Regions from separate parts of the Mus musculus genome. Here region 2 is linked to region 1. A link is a contact called in public Hi-C data. All regions are on one chromosome and are shown on one strand. The core of a region is the stretch at or near the end of the contact, and the rest is flanking DNA. Distances in the headings are between cores, read along the strand shown. Region 1 overlaps Asap1 (ArfGAP with SH3 domain, ankyrin repeat and PH domain1). Region 2 overlaps Asap1 (ArfGAP with SH3 domain, ankyrin repeat and PH domain1).

Region 1 (5,291 bases), core at 2,057-4,556:
CCCAGCACTTATAGGGCAGCTCACAAATGTCTGCAACTCCAACTCCAGGGCACCCAACACGCTTACACAGACATACATGCAGGAAAAACAGCAAGGCACATAAATGCACATAAAGGAAAAAATAAATTAAAAGGAGATATTTTCTCAAAAAAAGAAAAAGAAAAAGAAATACTTCGTCCTTCATTTCTCTCACCTGCTCACTCCACACAGCACTTTCTGAGACCCACCATGAAGTGTCAGGCACTGTACCAGCTGCTAGGATACCAAGATGACTGACACACACTTCCCATTTATTGGAACTCAGAGGAAGGCTAGCACAGTGAGCTCCCCAGGGCTACTCTAGTCCCTGCAGGCAGGTTTCACCCAACAGAGGTGGTCCTGTTCTGCATTACAGAAGGCTAGGGGTTTGGAGCCAGGGGTCAGTAGGCCACAGTCTCTGACACCTGCAGAGAGTTGCCTCACTCACCCCTAGCTCCTGTATTTGCTTTCTGACCTTGGTGCTTCTGGACTGGCAAACATGCTACCTGTTTCTGCAATGGAGTAAATTTTTTTTCTCCTGCCTGTAAGAACTGCAGTGGTACTAGATTTAGGGTTTTTTGTTTGTTTGTTTGTTTGTTTGTTTGTTTGTTTTTCTACTTCCCTGTGACCTCACCTAAATGTATACCTGATTGATCTGCAAAGATCCTGGGTTTTGTTGTTGTTATTTGTTTGTTTGTTTTGAGATAGGGTCTCGTTAGCTCAGGCTGCCCTGAACTTGTTATGGAGTCAAAGTTTGGCCTTTGAACTCCTGATCTTTCTGGTTCTACCTCCCAGGTATTAGGATTACAGGTGAATGCCAGCCTGCACAACTTACATACAGATCCTGTTTTCAAATGAATGGTCACATTTATGAATGCTGGGAAGTGGGACTTAACTTTTATGGGGCAATATAATGTATTACAACATAGCTCAGGACACTTTGTGAGGCTGTGACATCTGGGTTGCCACCCTACACGCTTGCTCTTTCAGTGGTGTCTTTACAGGTAAAGGGTGCAGGTCTGGAGAGAGGCACCGCTGATCATTTGGATGCCTGTTTCTGATTTCTAGCTGGGAAACTTGACTGGTGGGTGCTCCCTTGTGCATTAACAGGAAGTCCCTGTGGGATTCCATGCTGGTAGCTCCTTCTAGCTGCTGTCACCAGTGTTGTTTCCTAGGCTGGTAGGTGAGGGCATTGAATTCTGGGCAGAGACCTGCCTAAGGAAGTGATTCCCTACTGACAGTGCAGGCTGGTTGTGTGGCTCGGGCACATTTCCTTGCCAGTCTGCCCCAGGCAATGTATCTGTCCTTTGATGCTAGGGGTCTTTGTGAAGGTAGCTAGACTCAATGTTGGAAGGATAACCTGGCTCATGGTAAGCTAGTAGATACCTGTGCTGGGATACGACAGGATGCATTATCTCCCCACCCCCAGCCCCTCAAAGGCATTAGCCTGGCTGACCCAGCACATTTCCCATTGTAAAAGCCCCAAAGGCTCAAGTTCACCCTGTAAGGAAGTCCGTCCTCATTTTGCTGTCACTTCCCTCAGGAAAGCGTGTTAGTCACGATCCGTCTAAATGCAGCTTAAGGAGGGAAGTGTGTTTTTGGCTCACAGGTCACAAGCACAGGCCCTCCTTGTGGGGACGGCATGGCAGCATTGCGGCGGGGCTGTGGACACACGGCAACTTCAGTCAGGAATCGGAGAGATGGATGCTGGCACTCGGCTCACCTTCTCCTTTTTGTTCACTCCAGGATCTCAGCTCACAGGAAGGTTCTGAAGCCATAGTTAGGGGAGGTCTTTCCTCCTCAGTTAACCCAATCTGGGAACTCCCGCACATCACAGACATACCTAGAAGTCTGTCTCCTACTGATTCTAAATCATAAGCAAGTTGACAGTCTAGACTGACCAGCACAAACGTCCTTCAGGAACATGGCGCTCCCAAGGAGGTCAGAGGCAGCAGCATTTCAAATGGGAAACAGACACAAACCAGGTGAAAAGGCTGTCCAGCAGTGAGGAGCTGAAACAATGAAAAACAATGTAGCATTAAAAAGGTGATGGTTACTTTTTAATAGATTTGTTTATTTATGTAAATGAGTGCTCTGTGCATGCATACCTGCATGGCCAAAAGAGAGCATCAGATCCCATTAGAGATAGTTGTAAGCCACCACGTGACCACATGGATGCTGGGAATTGAACTCAGGACCTCTGGAAGAGCAGCTAGCGCTCTTAACCATTGAGCCATCTCTCCAGCCCCCCTGACGGTCACGTTTTAAAGTTACGAGGATAACGATGACATGACTGTCATGTAAGGATAAGGAGCTTTATTCTGAGGGATGTGACCTTGTTCCTTTGCCTCTCTGTCATATGGGGACAGGACAATAGGAATCAGTCCCCATCCATAGGCTTGCTCTGAGAATTAGATGGCAAACAGCTTATGAAGCTCGGGCCCAGCACCTGACATGTATCAGGAGCTCACTAACTGTTAATGGTTACTAGATCATGGTTCAAACTATGGCAAACTGTTCATAGGAAAAGATTGGAAATGATCATACAGGTGAACGCCGACGTCTTTTCCCTAGTCGATGTCTTATTTGAAGGGACTTGCTTTTTGTCACTCAGCAAATGTTGGCTGAAAAGCCAAGTGGAACATGTGACAGGTAGCCATAGGAAGCAGAATACAAATACTATGGACTGGGGAGGCGAGCTCAGGCTCACCCTTCATAGCCTTGGAAAAACCCAGATACCCTTGATCTGGCTCTCAGACATCTATCATCAGAGAGCCCCCCCCCCCACTATGTAAAGCCTTTCTGAGGAGGGGCATCTTGGTGACCAGCTAAATCCGGTGCCACTGAGGAAGACTATAAGAGGCAAAGGAGTTAAGAAATGACAGGTTGGGCTTATGACAACACCTCCATGTCTCATCCTCCTGTCCCAGTCCCTACCCAAGGTATGACAGGACAGGGATGGAACCAAAATTCTTTCACATCTCAAAGCTGTGACACTTGACATATTTCCTTGGGCTGGTACTAGTCAATGCTTTTTTTTTTAAAGGAAATTATTAAAACCTTTAAATAGGGATAAATTATATATAACAAAATGGTCACTTGTTTTTAAGTGCATACTTCCTTACTAATAATTAGTACAGTCACACTGCTGTAAAACTGTCACCACTCCCCGTTTCTAGAATGTCTGTAGCTTGCAAAACTGAATTTCTGGGGCTGGGGTGTGGTTTAGTGGGAAAGCACTTTTCCTGGCAGACGCAAGGCCCTGGGTTTGGTGGCGCAACTGCACAACAGCCAAGTGCAAACAGACAGGCACAGCCTTCCGGCCTTTGCAATTCTGTATCCACCAAATACTAGCGCCACCACATTCTTTCTGGATCAGCCTTTGGCAACCTCCAGTTTGCTTTCTATCCATGAATCTGTGCATCCAAGGTAACTTGTATAAGCAGAATTATACAATATTTGCTCTCCTTTTTTTGTGACCAATTTCACTTAAAATAGTGTTTTCAAGACTCATCAGTGTTGCAGAATGGCCAGATTTCTTTCCCTTTAAGGCTGAATAGCATTCCTGTGTGTGTGTGTGTGTGTGTGTGTGTGTGTGTGTGTGGGTGTGTGTGTGTGTGTGTGTGTGTGTGCTGTGATCTTGTCTTTATCCACCATCCATTCATTCACAGACAGTGGGTCATTTGCACCCATTATGAGTAACTTTGCTGTGAACTGGGATGTACAAATATCTGTTGGAGTCTCTGCTTCTGGTTCTTTTGGGTGTATGCACAGAAGTGGAATGGCTGGATCGCATGATAATTAATGCTAATTGTCTTGAGCTGCTTTCCATAGCAGCTGCCTGCCCCATTACCTTTCCACTGACACGGGGAAGGGTTCCTAGTTTTCCTAGTCATTGCCATGACTTGTTACTTTCTGCTTTCATGATAGTAGCCATTCTCATAGGTATGGAGGCTTTCAGCCGGAACAAAGCAGGCCAGCTTCTTATTTCTCTTATGCTGTCTAGACCAATTAAGTAACTCTCAGCATTTATTTAAGCCATAGGCATGGGGAATAACAGACCTAAGTAATTGTTGTTTGCTTCCTGCCTTCAAGACATTCATGGTGTGTTGGAGAAAATAAATATGCAAATAGGTGATTTCAGGCCAATATAATAGGGGTGATAATATATCCTAGTGGGCTAATAATTTATATATTCTTATGTCTTGAATTCAGACAAAAAAAAAAAAAAAAGAGGCAGCAAATGCTGACTGAGTTTTGTGCCTTGGTGGGAAGCAAGACTTCTACTGACTTAAGAGTCCCAGAATTCGTAGGCTAGAAGGAACTTCCCCGCAATTCTTACGATAACAGACATGTTTGCCTGTTGCATCTGCTAGCCATGTGTTCTTACAGTGCATCTAATGGATGGAGAGACTGCATTTTTAATATCTGTTTAATTTTAATGAATTTACATTTAAATTCAAATGAGCCATACTTGTGGCTGCTGTGTTGGATCCTACAGTTAGTAAACAGACACACACCATCATCATTATCACCATCACCATCATCATCATCATCATCATTTGCCTCTTTGCAGACTTGAGTGTACCTTGAACCACCTAGGGATCTAGCCACAAAGAGTCTTCCCTCTGCCTCCCCTCTAGCATTTCTGGTCCCTTACCTTTGTATAACCACCGCGTGTGATTCAGATAGAAGCGCATCTGAGAGCGCCTCCTAGCCTCATGGCCCTCAACTTCTGTATCTTCTTGTGAGATGCAAAGTAAGACTTGCTTTTCCACTAGCTGTAGTCATATGTTGCATTAACAATGTTCTGAGCAACCACACACCGGATATGGAACGGTGGTCCTGTAAGAGTAGGACACGTTACTATTGTCACTTCCTGTCGCTGTGCTGTGCATGTGCTGGTGTTGAGGCTGTAAGAAGACCCACAGCATAGCCAGTCATGTAAAAGAACAGCGCATACCATGATATGCGCCATAGTAGACGGTGCTAATGAAGACTGCCCTACTTGTTTATGTATTTACTATCCTTTTTATTGCTATTTTAGAGTGTCCTACTATTAATAAGAAAAACATTCTGCCATCACAGACTCTTGAGTGTTCTGCCTACAGCAGGCTTGCGCATCTCACGTTTATTGTGCCTCTTGGCTGCTTCCGGAGGCCGTGCCCAGTGCTTACTGACCCGTACTATCTGGGTTTGGGTGAGTTTGATGTTTGCACAACAGCAAAATAACCTCATGACACACTACATACCCATCCCTGTCAGACACACCA
Region 2 (5,291 bases), core at 1,607-4,106, 160 kb after region 1:
AGCCAATGCATTCGTCTGCTCCTGCCTAGGAACAGGAGCATCAAATGAGTGAAATGGCAAACTTAGCCCCATGCCTTGTTCTTTGATGAGAGTTCTTTCTAAGGAGCCTTAATATTACTCAGGGAGACTTGCAGTACACATTTGTGTGTTAGACACTTAGGCACATGAGAATGAAGAACCTTAACCAATTCGATGCTTTCAAACTTTTTTGATCACTGACTTTTTCATGTAAGAATCATGAACTCCCCATTGAACAACTTTGAGAAGTGCTAATCTAAATGCTAATTTTAAAATGTTGTTAGTTCAGGTGATTCATTTCTTTAGCTGTGTTTATTCTTAATTTCATTCTGCTTCTGCCCTTGTTGAATTTATTTCTGATTACATTTAATACAGAGTGCATGATTGTTCTCCAGCCATTTGTTTCTTATACTCTTTTTGTCTTAGACTATGTCCTTTGCTCCTTTGGCCCTTTATGACTATACATGAAGAACTGCCTTTCTAATCCAGTCTTCAAATAGCATCTCACTACATCTGCCCCTAGAAAATGAATAGACCGCCCACTGACGTACTGTTTGCACTGTGCGTGCTAAGAGAGTGAAATGGTGGAGAGGCCTGAGAGTCGGCAGAAATGCTGTAGCTTCAGAGACAGATGTAACTGGGTCCAGACCTCTGCTCTGCAGCTTCACATGCCTGGTCACCAGAGGCAGATCTCTCATGTTCTCACTCACCCATCCAGAGTGCAGGGGTGTCACGTCTTCACACTACTACGACCCTTGTCCTGATTACAGATAGTTTAGTGGGTTTTTTTTTTTTTGAGAGTATTTTTAAAAGCTGGTAGAGACCATTTCCCTTAGAAGAGGAACTAAATAGCATTCAACAATAGTTTATATTGCACATTGTAGTGAGGCCAAAATGTAAATTAAAATATGTATTAAAATATAGACTTTCTAAAGTATCCCTTGACTCAGCAACTTTTACCAGGTGCCCACTATATGCCAGGCTCTGTGGTAGTCATGGCTGTTCCTTTCTGTTTGACAATGCTTGCACGAAACATTTTGATAGCTTACTCTATAAAGAATTCTTTGATTTCATAGAGGAAGAAAAGGATGGACATAGAGACAGAATTTTACAAAGCCTCCTGCCTTGGGGTTTCCATGAGTAGGGGAGAGATTATTTGATTTCTTGGAAGCAGCTGATAGCCCAGATTTGTAATGTAAGCTTCCTCGTGTGCATGGATGCCCTTGAGCTGTATCCGCCAAGAATGTACCACACAGTCACCCTTTAGGTAGGTTTCTGAGTCCTGAACATTTCCATGAAGATGAAATGAAATGTTTGAGAACATGCAGACACAGCCCAAGGAGGAGACCCAGGGCAGCATTTGGCTCTGTTCTCAGTCAGGTGCGTGAGAGCGTGATGCTTTCAGGGAGGTGGCGCTGGGCCTCCTGATGCATACTAAGCCCTGGCGTGCCAGCATACAGGTATCTTAAGTTGTACTACGGTCCTTCCAGAGTCGGCGGTTGTAAAACATGAATAGGTACAGAGATACAGTGATAGAGACATCGTAGAAGGCAAGGAAAATGTAAACCGATGTCACAGAATGGTTTTGTTGTAATCACACATGGCGAATTATAAATGACATGCATGGAAATGAAATTTAAAGTCTAAAAGTTGGTCAAGAACTGATTACTGTTCCAAGTGCTTAGGGCCAGGATGACTTTTTCAAGCCAAGATCCAAGTGTGTGGGCTGTGTCCTTTCCGCTTCCTCATTCGTCTTAAATGTTAGAGCTCCACTTCTCCTTCTGGTGAAGTTGTTCTCCGGTGCGGTCAGAGGAAACAGGGCTTGATTTCCTGGGAGATGTGGAATCATACCTACTGGGGTCTCGAGTTAAGGATGGCCATACCCCTTCACTCCCACACTGCCTTTTCCTTTGTGTAATGTTTCCAGGAAAATTGGCATCCCACTTGAATTCAGTGTTGTCAGATGCCATCAGCATACGATGGGCCCTGGGTTTTCCAGACTTCTCTAGTGCAGCCTTTGAGCTCCAGCTCCATGGCAGTCGTACCTGAGACCATAGGCAAGGTGATCTGGCTTGGAGGCAGTCCCTCCTCAGTGGGAATTCGGATTTTCTACTGTGGACAGCCCTAAGACTCAGAGTGGCTCTCTTACTCTAATTCACTTGAAGAGCTTACTAAGACTTGGGCTGTTGGGCTCCATCCTCAAGAAGCTCTGATAGGTTAGACTTGGAGTCCATCTCTAATGTGTTTTCAGGCAAGAAGACGGGCCCAGGACAGCCAGAACCCCCTGCCCCCGAGTTCTGGAATCCCCTACTGCCATGCCTGCCATGAGAAAGCGGGCTACTGCTTGTTCCTTCAAACCTGCTACCGCACTGGTTTTTGCTTTGATAACACTGATTCGACTTGTAACTTGTGTTACTGATCAAACGTTTGCTGATATAACTGAGTCTTAGTTGCTCAGGAAGCTGAAGCAGGGGGATTTGGGAAAAGGAGAGGAAGGCTGGGGAAGAATGAACAGATGCACACATAAACCCTGGGAAGGTTGCTCGCGCTGTGACTGCTCCTACACCCAGGACCAGGCACTCATGCTACCATCTTATCTGCAGCCCAGGGACTCATAAAGACCTTTTCCTGTCCAGAGCAGCTGGTGCTGATCCGGGGATAGCCACAAGGGAAAAGGCTGGCAGGGCCAGACCTAAACTTGGGAGTTTGTACTTGACTCCAGCTATCAGGAAACAAGAATGGGTTTCTGACAGGAAAGTGATGTGCCCCGATTGTCACTTTAAATGAGTACAGCAAGAGAGAGGAAATGAGAATGGCCTTTGAAGTAAAGCAAATTGCCTTTAATAACCTGACCATCTGTTTCATTCATGCTTTGGCTTCCGTCAAGTTTGCTTAAGCTCTCTGAGCTTGTACCCTCGTTAATCTAGTGAGACTAAGACACATTTTATAGAGTTCTCTCGACCCCAGTAACTTTAGATAACAAAGGCGAAGCACAGTATCCTCTGCTGTTTTAATCAGCAGTTTAATTCAGTGTTACCTAGATGCAACATAACATAATGGGATGCAATGTTGTTTTAAGAGGTGGCCTTGAAGAATGAACAGAAAAGCCAGACTGTAGGATTTACCATGGAGAGCATGTGGTGCAATACTTACAAGCAGTATTTTAGATCCCTTATTCCCTCATTACCCTTTTCTCTTCCATTACTGTTTAGCCTTGCAAATGTGTGTTTAAAAAGAAAAAAATCTAAGAAAATAAACCTAGTTCTGTTTAATTGAGCCCATCTCCTGCCTAGCATTCTACACACGTTTCAGTCCACTGAGTGCATCTCACATAAATGCCTCAAGGGTACAAGAACTTGGTTTTATCATTTGCACCTCAGCAGTGAGGAGAGCAGGCCTCTAAAAGGGTAAGTGGGGGTGACTAGCCCAAGAACACACTTAGCTAGATGTGATAAGGTAAGCCTGGGGCACCCTGGACGCTGAGAAAAACCCTTAAAATCCCAGATAAAGGCAGATAAAGTTAGTGTGGACTTTATTCTGGAGGAAGGAATGCCCTCAGACCAGGAGCAAGCACTCCCTGTTTCCCTTACTGCCCGTGCAATGAAGAACAACGTAAAGCCTTAATCCGATGTGTCAGAAATAGCTGATGACAGTGGTCCTTTGCATCTATATTTGTATAATTTTAGTTATTGGAACATTTTGGGAAACATTTTGAAACATTTGGGATATAAGATAATTTCATAAATAATTTGATGACTTCAAAGCCACACCTGTTTCACGTTTAATGTTTTAACAAGGTACTTTGTAAAAAGCTCTGTGGTGCTGTTCTTAAAAGCAGCCAACTCCATGGACTCATGGTAACCTGGGCTTACTGTTTACAGGAAAGGAAATAGCTTGGAAGCTGAATCTATCAATTTTACCATTGCTGAGCTGAAAGCACAAAGATCCAGGTCATCACTGGCAGGAAGCATTTTTAGAGAGGAAGCAGAAAAAGGAATACAGGGAGGGGCCAGGGCAAGATATAGTTCCCAAGTGACTGCTTCCTCCTTCAGGCCCCATCACCTACATCACCGACTCCCAGTAGTGCCATCGTACCGTGTGTCCATCAGGGAGTAATCCATTCATAGTCAAAGCTTTCATGATTCATTTGTACCCGGAAACTCCTCCATGGACACAGAAAAGATGTGCCTTACTAATCTGTATGTTTTCTAACCTGGTCAGGTTGACAGAATTAACAGTCGCACTGAATAATCAGTAAGCTTAGTAAGATGAGTGAGTTCCAGGGGTGCCTTGTTGGTACCCTCTCTTCCTTATTCTCTGCTCCCCAGACCATTTGCACTGGCACTGGCTAATTGAAGGAAATACTGGGACACCGGAGAGGTTAAACAGTCACTCTTACATAATAGTGATGGTCACGTGCGTCTGTGATTCTTCTCTCTGTGTTACAGTATTCTGGAAAGCAGTCTAGCGATAAACTCTTTAAATTTTCTTTTTCCATTGTGTTTTCTTTTAAAGTAGCCAGCATAATAGAATGATGGATATCATTGTGACATTTTCATACATATATATCATGTATTTTCTTTGCATCTCCCTACTACCTCGCTCAGTTCCCCTTCTTCATTGTTCCCCTTTCTGTCCCCAAATGGTCCTTTCTCCTGCTTCCATGTCACATATGTTCTGTTTCCCTCTGTTGCTTCTTTCCTTTTAGAGGGAAAATTTAAATCTAGATTTGATGTATGAAAAAAAAAATAACCACACACTCAGAATTTGTCTTTCCAATGCTGGCTTATTTCACTTAGCATGATGATCTCCAGGTACCCGTTTCAAATAGCTTTAAGATATTTGGTTACTGCCTAGGGTGTGAAAGAGTTAACACTCTAGACAGAAAACCTAAGTTATACCAGGGAATTGCCGATTTAACTGCGGGAGCTGGCTCATTATTTTAATTGGATTTTCCAAAGTGTTGAGCAAGTCAGCAGATTTGCATTAGCGTTGCTTTGAGAGAAATTGTTTCTTTCTGCAGAGAAGGAGAGAGAGCCGAGGAGCAGAGGAGAGAGCCTGTCAGAATTAGCTAGAGATGACAAATGCAAGCAAATCATGTCCTCGTTAATTAACGCAGCCCCGTGTGCGTGTGGGAGGGGCCGTCGGTAGAGCTGGACTGCTTTCCATTCCTAGGTGGGAAAAGGAGAAACTTCTGCCCTTCTCTAGGAGGCAGCGCTCCAAGGCTCCCAGGGCACAGCTGTGAGTCCAGCAGGGGGCTCGCTCGGGTGTGG

What was found. Hi-C and Micro-C count contacts between places; a contact is called where the count stands out from the background.
Region 2: a contact with region 1 is called in a Hi-C map of bone marrow-derived macrophages, with 32 read pairs. The contact joins two enhancer-like sites. A contact is called at or near these places in 2 of 15 datasets of contacts at CTCF or cohesin (CD8 T cells and large pre-B cells), 14 of 484 Hi-C or Micro-C datasets (the G1E-ER4 cell line, the HL-1 cell line, the N1E-115 cell line and 8 more), 4 of 115 datasets of contacts at active chromatin or transcription factors (bone marrow-derived macrophages, embryonic stem cells, fibro-adipogenic progenitors and 1 more) and 2 of 9 other capture datasets (adipose tissue and liver).

What each region holds. Positions count from the first base shown.
Region 1 is chr15:64,338,921-64,344,211 of GRCm38.p6, reverse strand. All of the region lies in intron 2 of Asap1 (ArfGAP with SH3 domain, ankyrin repeat and PH domain1), which reads left to right. Among named protein-coding and RNA genes, the nearest start is that of 1700010G06Rik, 27 kb to the right of the region's middle. Within about 2 kb of position 3,306, at least 29 of the 459 cell types and tissues checked have an H3K27ac peak or open chromatin away from gene starts, as enhancers often do. A contact at or near this core is called in the N1E-115 cell line, adipose tissue and bone marrow-derived macrophages, where this site is marked.
Region 2 is chr15:64,177,951-64,183,241 of GRCm38.p6, reverse strand. All of the region lies in intron 5 of Asap1 (ArfGAP with SH3 domain, ankyrin repeat and PH domain1), which reads left to right. Among named protein-coding and RNA genes, the nearest start is that of Gm20717, 82 kb to the right of the region's middle. Within about 2 kb of position 2,856, at least 15 of the 459 cell types and tissues checked have an H3K27ac peak or open chromatin away from gene starts, as enhancers often do. A contact at or near this core is called in the N1E-115 cell line, adipose tissue and bone marrow-derived macrophages, where this site is marked.